Regions from separate parts of the Danio rerio genome. Here all the other regions are linked to region 3. Evidence: chromatin contacts called from public HiCAR-type data. All regions are on one chromosome and are shown on one strand. The core of a region is the stretch at or near the end of the contact, and the rest is flanking DNA. Distances in the headings are between cores, read along the strand shown.

The links. HiCAR-type assays count read pairs that join an accessible place to other places.
Region 1: a contact with region 3 is called in a HiCAR-type map of caudal fin, with 13 times the contacts expected there. The contact joins the enhancer-like site here to the promoter of si:ch73-206d17.1 in region 3. A contact is called at or near these places in 5 of 18 Hi-C or Micro-C datasets (caudal fin, embryo, hematopoietic stem cells and 2 more) and 3 of 4 datasets of contacts at active chromatin or transcription factors (caudal fin, embryo and pancreas).
Region 2: a contact with region 3 is called in a HiCAR-type map of caudal fin, with 9 times the contacts expected there. The contact joins the enhancer-like site here to the promoter of si:ch73-206d17.1 in region 3. A contact is called at or near these places in 2 of 18 Hi-C or Micro-C datasets (hematopoietic stem cells and skeletal muscle) and 1 of 4 datasets of contacts at active chromatin or transcription factors (caudal fin).

What each region holds. Positions count from the first base shown.
Region 1 is chr23:29,171,564-29,174,263 of GRCz12tu, reverse strand. magi3a (membrane associated guanylate kinase, WW and PDZ domain containing 3a) reads left to right here. Exons shown (of 21, transcript NM_001365194.1): 14 at 878-1,070. Among named protein-coding and RNA genes, the nearest start is that of rsbn1, 35 kb to the right of the region's middle. Within about 2 kb of position 1,298, at least 6 of the 62 cell types and tissues checked have an H3K27ac peak or open chromatin away from gene starts, as enhancers often do. A contact at or near this core is called in caudal fin, where this site is marked.
Region 2 is chr23:29,187,922-29,190,621 of GRCz12tu, reverse strand. All of the region lies in intron 9 of magi3a (membrane associated guanylate kinase, WW and PDZ domain containing 3a), which reads left to right. Among named protein-coding and RNA genes, the nearest start is that of rsbn1, 51 kb to the right of the region's middle. Within about 2 kb of position 1,276, at least 2 of the 62 cell types and tissues checked have an H3K27ac peak or open chromatin away from gene starts, as enhancers often do. A contact at or near this core is called in caudal fin, where this site is marked.
Region 3 is chr23:29,408,120-29,410,819 of GRCz12tu, reverse strand. It overlaps si:ch73-206d17.1, which reads right to left and starts at 1,350. Exons shown (of 10, transcript XM_684560.8): 1 at 604-1,350; 2 at 399-477; 3 at 131-280; 4 at 1-5. The coding sequence starts at 450.

The sequences.
Region 1 (2,700 bases), core at 49-2,548, 240 kb after region 3:
GTTTTAGGTGATGTATAAATCTTAATTTTGAAAAAAAGACATGTTGTTCTGTAGTCCAAGGTCACATATTGTATTCACTAGGCAATTTAAGGAGGATAAAGTTTATTTTTATAATCCAAGTCACACACACTAGCTTTAGTTTCACTTATTGCTGCAGCAATTCAACATCAGAGATCAAAGTCTTGCATGTAGGAATGCTCTTCTGAACTTTTTCTGTCATTATTTGCTTTGGTATTTTTGGGTGAAAATGTGAAGCACTGAGCAGGTGCTCTTTTAGGCTATTTACTGGGAAATGTATTGGATTTGTTTCTATACTAAAAATGTCTACTTTATATTGCTTTTTATGTTCAATGTCATTCATTGCATTGTTTAAATGGTGCACAATCCTCTATAGACGGGAAAATCCACAAGTGTGCGAGGAACGGCAAGGCATTTTGGAAGGATTTATTTGAATTAATTTAGTGCTGATTAATCATTTCTAAAAGAAAATATTTACAAATACATGTATGTTTGTTATGTTTATATTAAGTTATTAAGTAATATTAAAGTTAATAAAGTTATTACAACATTGTTTTAGCTTTTTTTATGCTATTGAAGCTAATTTATGAAAAATATCATGTTGGTTGCATTGACAACAAGATTACCATGTACCTGAATGTTTGTTTTAGTGACGTGTGTTCATGAAATTCAACGCTGTGCATTTCTTTACAGCATAATATAATTAAACTGACACAAACTGTCTACCTTTTTTGTGTCATTTATGATCACTCGAGTTATGTCAGTGCTCACAATGTGAACAAATAAATCAGTGTATGGGAATCTCTGGATTGTCAGACCACACAATGGCATGACCTTTAACCACAGTGTCTTTCCTCAGGTGTACATTGGTGCCATTGTTCCTCTGGGAGCCGCAGAGAAAGATGGCCGGCTGCGGGCTGGAGACGAGCTCATATGTATTGACGGCGTTCCTGTCAAAGGCAAATCTCACAAACAGGTTCTGGAGCTCATGACTAACGCCGCCCGCAATGGCCAGGTCATGTTGACCGTGCGCAGAAAACTCACCTTTCAAGGTTTGTATTTATCTGATTACTGTGTGTTTATGTACATATCCTCCAAAGGCTTCATTCATTTCCAGTCGCTGATGTTTGGACACAGATTCACTCCCTCTGAGGACTGAATGTTTCATTCTATTAGTTCTGAGTGAAGGGCAGAGTTGAACAATAAAATATTAACCACCCAATCAAATTTTAATGACCGCTGTTTTCAGTCAAAGCAGAAGACTGTTTATGTGTTAACAAAACAATGACTCAGAAGCACTGAGTAACCGGAAAAAAAAATGTCGCCTCGAGACACACACACGCACACACTTGTGTAATTTGGAAAAAACTTCTAATTATGAAGCTATTACGAGTTTGGCATTTTGCCTCATAGCAGCTTTTTTCCAACACTTTTATAAACATTCTCTTGTAGATGTGTTAAAGCATTCTGGGATGCTGTTCATTTGTTTTATTTCACAGTGAGAATTGTTAAGAGTTTTTTTTGTTTGTTTTTTATGAATGATCAAGCCCAGATGGGATCATTTTGCAAAATGGATGTAAATGATTAATTGTAGAGTGTTAATAGATGCTTAAAGTATAGTCATAACACTAGAGGTGGGAGTGTGAAACTAGAACTGGTAAGTTAGACTACTACTCATCATTGACGTATTACTAGGACTTTCCATGTCAAACTATAAACACGATCTGCTCCTCTCTCAAAATAATCCTATTGTAATATGGGCATTTTTATTAAATCAAAATTATTAGCCCTTTAGTGAAATATTTTTTTCTCAAGCGAACTTTAACAGAGGACTTTTTCCACAGTATTTCCAATAATATAAATTTTTCTTCTGCAGGAAGTCTTATTTATTTTAATTTTGCTAGGATAAAAGCAGTTTTTAAGAAATATTTCTGTTTTGGAAGTGTGACACATTGGCTTAGTGGTTAGCACTGTTGCCTCACAGCAAAAAGTTCACTGGTTCGAGTCCTGGCTGGGTCAGTTGGCATTTCTGTGTAGAGTTTGCATGTTCTCACCATGTTTGTATGGGTTTCCGCTGGGTTCTTCGGTTTCCCCCACAGTCCGAAGACATAGGTGAATTGAATACACTAACTTGGCCATAATGTATGAGTGTGTTTATATGAAAGTCTATGTGTGTTTCCCAGTACTGGGCTGCAGCTGGAAAGGCATCCACTGTGTAAAACATATGCTGGATAAGTTGGAGGTTCATTCCGCTGTAGCGACCCCTGATGAATAAAGGAAATAAGCCAAAGGAAAATTAATGAAAATTTTTTGGATTGTCTACAGAACAAACCACTGTTTGCACTAATTATCCCAGTAAAATTACAATTTAAGCTGAATAATAGTATTTGGCTACCATGTACTTGTACTGTTACTATAGCAAAAAAATAAAGAAATTAGTTATTATATATTAGTTATTAAAAGTATTATGTTTAAAATGTGTTTTTAAAAATCTTTAATAAAATAGCATTTGAGAAACAAAATTTTACAGGAGGGCTAATAATTTCCCCCTTAAATGTATGTGTATATATATTATCTTATACATGTTAAAGGTTTAGTAAGTTGATTCATTTGTTATGTTTAAAATAAACTTTTGTAAGTTGGTTGGCATACTAAAATCACTTTATTAAAATTATAAATTAA
Region 2 (2,700 bases), core at 27-2,526, 220 kb after region 3:
GTTAGAATAAGTTTTTTTGTTGACAGTTCTCTTCTACAAATTAAAAACATGAAGAAAATTTAGCAAATATGATGTATTTGGGTTGTTTAATCAGCATGGTAGGCATTTGTATTGCTTTACAATTTAAAAAAAAAAAAATGGCAGAGCTTTCATCTTAAAACTCCCTCACTGTCCTTCGTCCCTGATTTATCAGAGTTTGCCAAAGTGGAATGAACCGCCAATTACACTGGCATGTGTTTTATGTGGCGGATGCCCCTACAGAAGTACATCATAAAACTAAGCACTTAAATTTTCAATTTGACCCTAAAACGTATGCTCTCTAATAATTTGCACTGCAGATCCACCTGACGATAAGGATCGTCAGTCAACTGCTGTGTAAATGTTTATTGTTATATTATCTATTGATTGATTTACTTGTTGTTTAGTGTAATTCTTTACTGAAACTGCAGACCCAATACTTAAAAATTTTGTTCTTCGCACACCCCTACATTTGATTATCAAAAAATTATCAAAGTAATTGTCTTATTAAAGACAGATTATTCAAAGATTAAGAGTATGAAATTATATTTAACTAAATTTAATGTGAGTGCATTGCCATTCTACTGTATAATAAACTTATATAATTGCCCACTTTGATCCATTAAGTAAAGCAATTTTTCTTTATATCACAGTTGAAGCTACTGTAGGTGAAATCAATCGAGTCTCGCTGCCTTCATCAACTACACTTTGGCTAAATGAGTTTGAAAAGTTGCAAACTGCTTTGGATTTTGTGTCATTTGCTTGATTTTGCATTAAAATCTGTAATTACAGAATTGCAAGATTCTGGATGTACGGTTAGATTTGATCCAAGTCTCACAATGCACTTTAACACCCCACTTCATTTATGTTTATCAAACGGTACAATAAGTCAGCCACCACATCCATTTTTTGGTGTGCAGTTGTTTTGTCAGATCTCAAGTAAATAATAGTGTGAAAGTGGCCACAGCGGGATCACACAGAAAGCGATAGAATAAATCAGAATCAGTGGGTGAGCATCAGGGGAACTGGCTTTCCTGCAGAGTCGCGTTTGGCGATAATTGCAGCGCTTTCCCAAACACTCGGTGTGAGCAAACAACTGCCAGTGTACTTGAGCTCCCCGAAGACAACCGTCTGTACAGAGGATCGTAAAACAGTTTAACCGAGATATACATTTAATTGTGGATTGGAGTGCGGTGCAGTAAACATGCTTCAGCTGGCACATGCTGAGGGCTAAATTCATCTGCATCCAATTTCTTTATGCAAATTCCTCCGTGTGTCAACAAGCTATCGCAAAAGCCATAAAGGGTGTGTTTATGAGCCTGTTTTTGACCCGCCGTAACATTTATCCTTTATTAAGAGAAGTTTAATTGTAGACTCTCACTGTTTACTTATGTTTATTTGCTGTTTGTTTTGCATGGCCAGACTTTAGACTTGCACCATAAAGTTTGATCCTCATTAAAGGTGATTTGGGCGAAGTAACTACGCGCTGATAGGAAGAGAGCATCTGAACGACATGCAAAGCAAAGAATGGTTGTGTTTGCATGTGATTTTAGGATGGGGATTAATTTAAAAAGTTTAAATTAAAATAAAAATAAATCAACCCGAGACCCCAAGAATCGTTTTTCTTTTTTTCTGTGATTTCCTACATCCTTTGGGTAAAAAAAATATGATACAATTTAGAGTTTTTACATTTTGTTTTTATTTTTAGTTTTACAGCATGTCCACTTTTGTGGACCACAGGACCACTTAAGTTCAAAACAACTGCCACTCAGACAACAAAACTGTACAGGATATGGCTGAAAAGGGATAAAAATCCTATATTCATGCAACGATAACAAAACAAAAGACATTTTTTTCCTTTTGTATTGAAATTCTTAAAACAGTTTAGTCTGAAAGAGAGCCAAACTCAAAAAAAGAAGTGATTTAACTTAAGAAGAAATTTAACATAAAGGTGATTTAAAACTGATTGTCATTCTTTAATTGTCTCTAATTCTCTAATTGTCTGATTGTCATACTCTAAATCAGAGTCTCCCTCAACTATTTTATAAAGAATCCTCTCTGCCTCAGTTCTGCCTCCTACAACATGCAGTCATTAATTAAATTAAGATGGTCCTGATGTCCACTGTAGTGGACGTTTAAAAAAGGATGATATTTTGAAACACAAACAAGTTAACAGCTTTGAAAGCTAAATGTATTGTTCCTGACACTTTAATAAACAATTACACATGTAATAATAATAATAATAGTAGTACAATACCATTTAAAAAGCTAAATTTTACTCTTTCCTTCCTAAAATGTGCTTTTTTGTACGTCCGCCATTTTTGATGCAGTGTGAGAAGTGGTTCCTACCATGCCAGCCAATCAAATGTCATGTCACTAGAAACCCCAGGATGCCCTCTGAACAGTACAACCGGACTTGACAGAGTAGCTCAAAAAATTCAAAGTACATTGATGAAAACGCAATGTCCATTGCAGAGGACACAAGTCAAATGTCACAAGTCAAAAATTCATAATTTATTTACTATTATCTTATTCAAAACTTGAGTTTCTTTCGTCTCTTGAACACAAAAGAATATATTTTGAAGCATAACGAATCTGTAAACATTGACTTCCATAGTATTTGTTTTTCCTGGTATGTAAGACAATGGTTACACTCTTTCAACATTCTTCAGAATATCTTAT
Region 3 (2,700 bases), core at 101-2,600:
CCTTTCTGAAAGAATGTATTAAATGTATTAATTAAACATATTAAAACATATTTAAAAACCCAAGTATTAACACAAAATACAACAACTTTCTGTGTGTGTATTCAAAGTAGATCAATATTTTTTCACATACCATTTACATTTGAAGATGAGCTTGTGATTTTCTGAGCTGAAGATCTTTTGGTAACAAAGCTCCATATTATCTGCGACACAACAATCAGGGTGCTGAGAGCCAGCAAGCTTGGAATAATAATGACCGCGAGGGGACCTGATCCTTCATCATCTGTACAGTCATACATTCAACAAAAGGGATGATACAGCACATAACTACATGAATATTTCATATCTGATTAATCACTTTAATAAATATATTTAGGTTGTAATATACAGCACAGTCTTACAACAGGCTGGGTCAGAGCCAGAGGAGATGTTGCATTGGGCTTGGACAGCCATGTGGGTGTCTCTCTAACATTTCCAAAACTGATTTGAAAAAAGACATTAGAACAATCATTTGAACTACAAAAACACAGAACATATGTTATTAGAGCTAAAACAAAAGTCACAATGAATACACATATTTTTGATGTGAGTGTTTAGCACCCTTACCTTGTTGGAAAAATAAGGTAGAAGAGAAATTTAAAAAAAGGATCCAGAGCACTTTCGGTAAAGGGAACAATCAGTAAGCATAAGGTTTGATTTTGGCTTTCGGAGCAATGACCGTGAGGGTGACTGACCAACTCAGTTAATGATTACCTCACATACAGACGCCTTTTAACTGTTGCCAGGAGTGCTGTGTTTTTCTGCATTGATTTGCTCAGTTATGATATGCAAAGTAAAAGTCCAAACAATTTTGCAAATAATTAGAGTATAATTTTCCTACATTTCTCTCTTTGAAGCAGGGAAATATGGTGCAAGAGGAAAGACCCCCATATCAAGTTTTCTCTTAATTACAGCAGGCCGATATATACTTTTCAAATACTGTTCTGTACCTCAGTCAGGGTTCTGTGCTCAGACCTCTTTTCTCAATTTCTCCTTAATCTTCAAGTCAGCTCTAGGATCTGTAATTCAGACATGGCTTTTCCTATCCTCGTGGTGCTGATGAGACTGAACTCTCTCACTCCAGACTGATGATCTTACCATAGCTAGCATCTCAGCTTGTACACGGTGAAAAAAATTCTGGTTGCCTTATATTTTTAAGCTGAATCAAATTAATCTATTGAATGTATATTATGTTAAAATGACTTGCATATCTTATACATTTAAGTTGGTACATGCTTAACTAAGTTACAATGAACTAAAATCAAGCATATGCTGTCATGACTAATTGATCATAATGTTTTTCAGTGTATGATAGAGATTTATTGCTGGAAAAAAGACCATCACCTCCACTCAACCCTGGAAAGATAGAACTGCTTGTGATTTGGTGCAACCTAACACTGAATTCCAACTTCTTCGCAATTGGAACTGGAAATGAATCATCATAAATATATTATAGGCCTGTATATGTTTAGCATGTGCAGGATGCTACAACATTGTTCTCAGGGGGCGTAATCTTTGTAGAAAGTGTAACTCTGCACTATTACAGCAGATGGCAGTATTATTCAACATCAGACCAAGAAGTTTTTCACAGTTCTGTTTTAACACTTGATGTGAAGAACGTTATGCAGTTCTATATTACTTTGCAAAACAAAATGGCATGTTGTTTTTGTAAAGTACATAATACATGCATTAAAATCATGTTGTTCATGTATATAAATGCATGTAACAGGAGCAAATTTATACGTCCCATATTGAAATGTATAAATGTGTAAAGGATTTTCCTTTTGTTTTGTATGCAACAGACACAAATTACTTCATAATAATAGTCCAATATATTCTGCAGTTATTAATTTAATTTCACATTTTGGGGGTTCAACCAGGGCTAAACAATACAGAACCCCCAAACTATTGTACTCCATATAGATATGCTTATAATGAAACAATTATAAATTATAAATAATTCTGGTTCGAGTCCCAGCTGGGTCTGTTGGCTTTTCTTTGTGGAGTTTGCATGTTCTCCCCGAGTTCGTGTGGGTTTCCTCCTGGTGCTCCGGTTTACCCCACAAGTCCAAAACATGTGGTACAGTTGAATTGGGTAAGCTAAATTTGTCCATAGTGTATGAGAGTGAATGAGTGTGTTTCTCAGTGATGGGTTGCAGCTGGAAGGGCATCCACTGCTTAAAAACATATGCATGGATACAATGTGGGTTCATTCCGCTATGGTGACCCCAAATTAATAAAGAGATTAAGCCGAAAAGAATCATGAATGAATGAATGAATGAATGAATGAATGAATGATTGATTTAAGTTTTTTTATTATTATGATTTTTTCATTTTTCAATAGTACTTTGTTATTGACTCTTTACTTTGTTTTTTATTAAAACTTTACCCTTTTTCTTTTTGTCATTATTTTTCCTCCTGTTAATGTTAGAAGGGTGTGAGGGTATTTTGATTTTCTTTAATAGATGATTTAGTTCCTTTCTATCAGTTAGAGAACTTTTTATTTGTTGATTTGGCTTGAACTCCCTCTTGAAGCTTGCTTTATTCAAATTGCATTGTGAAGTGTTTGGGTTTTGGTAATTTTTCGTTTGTTTAGTCTTTTGGGAGGTTGCTCATGGGACATTATTACTGACACACACACACGCACACACACACACAAACAAA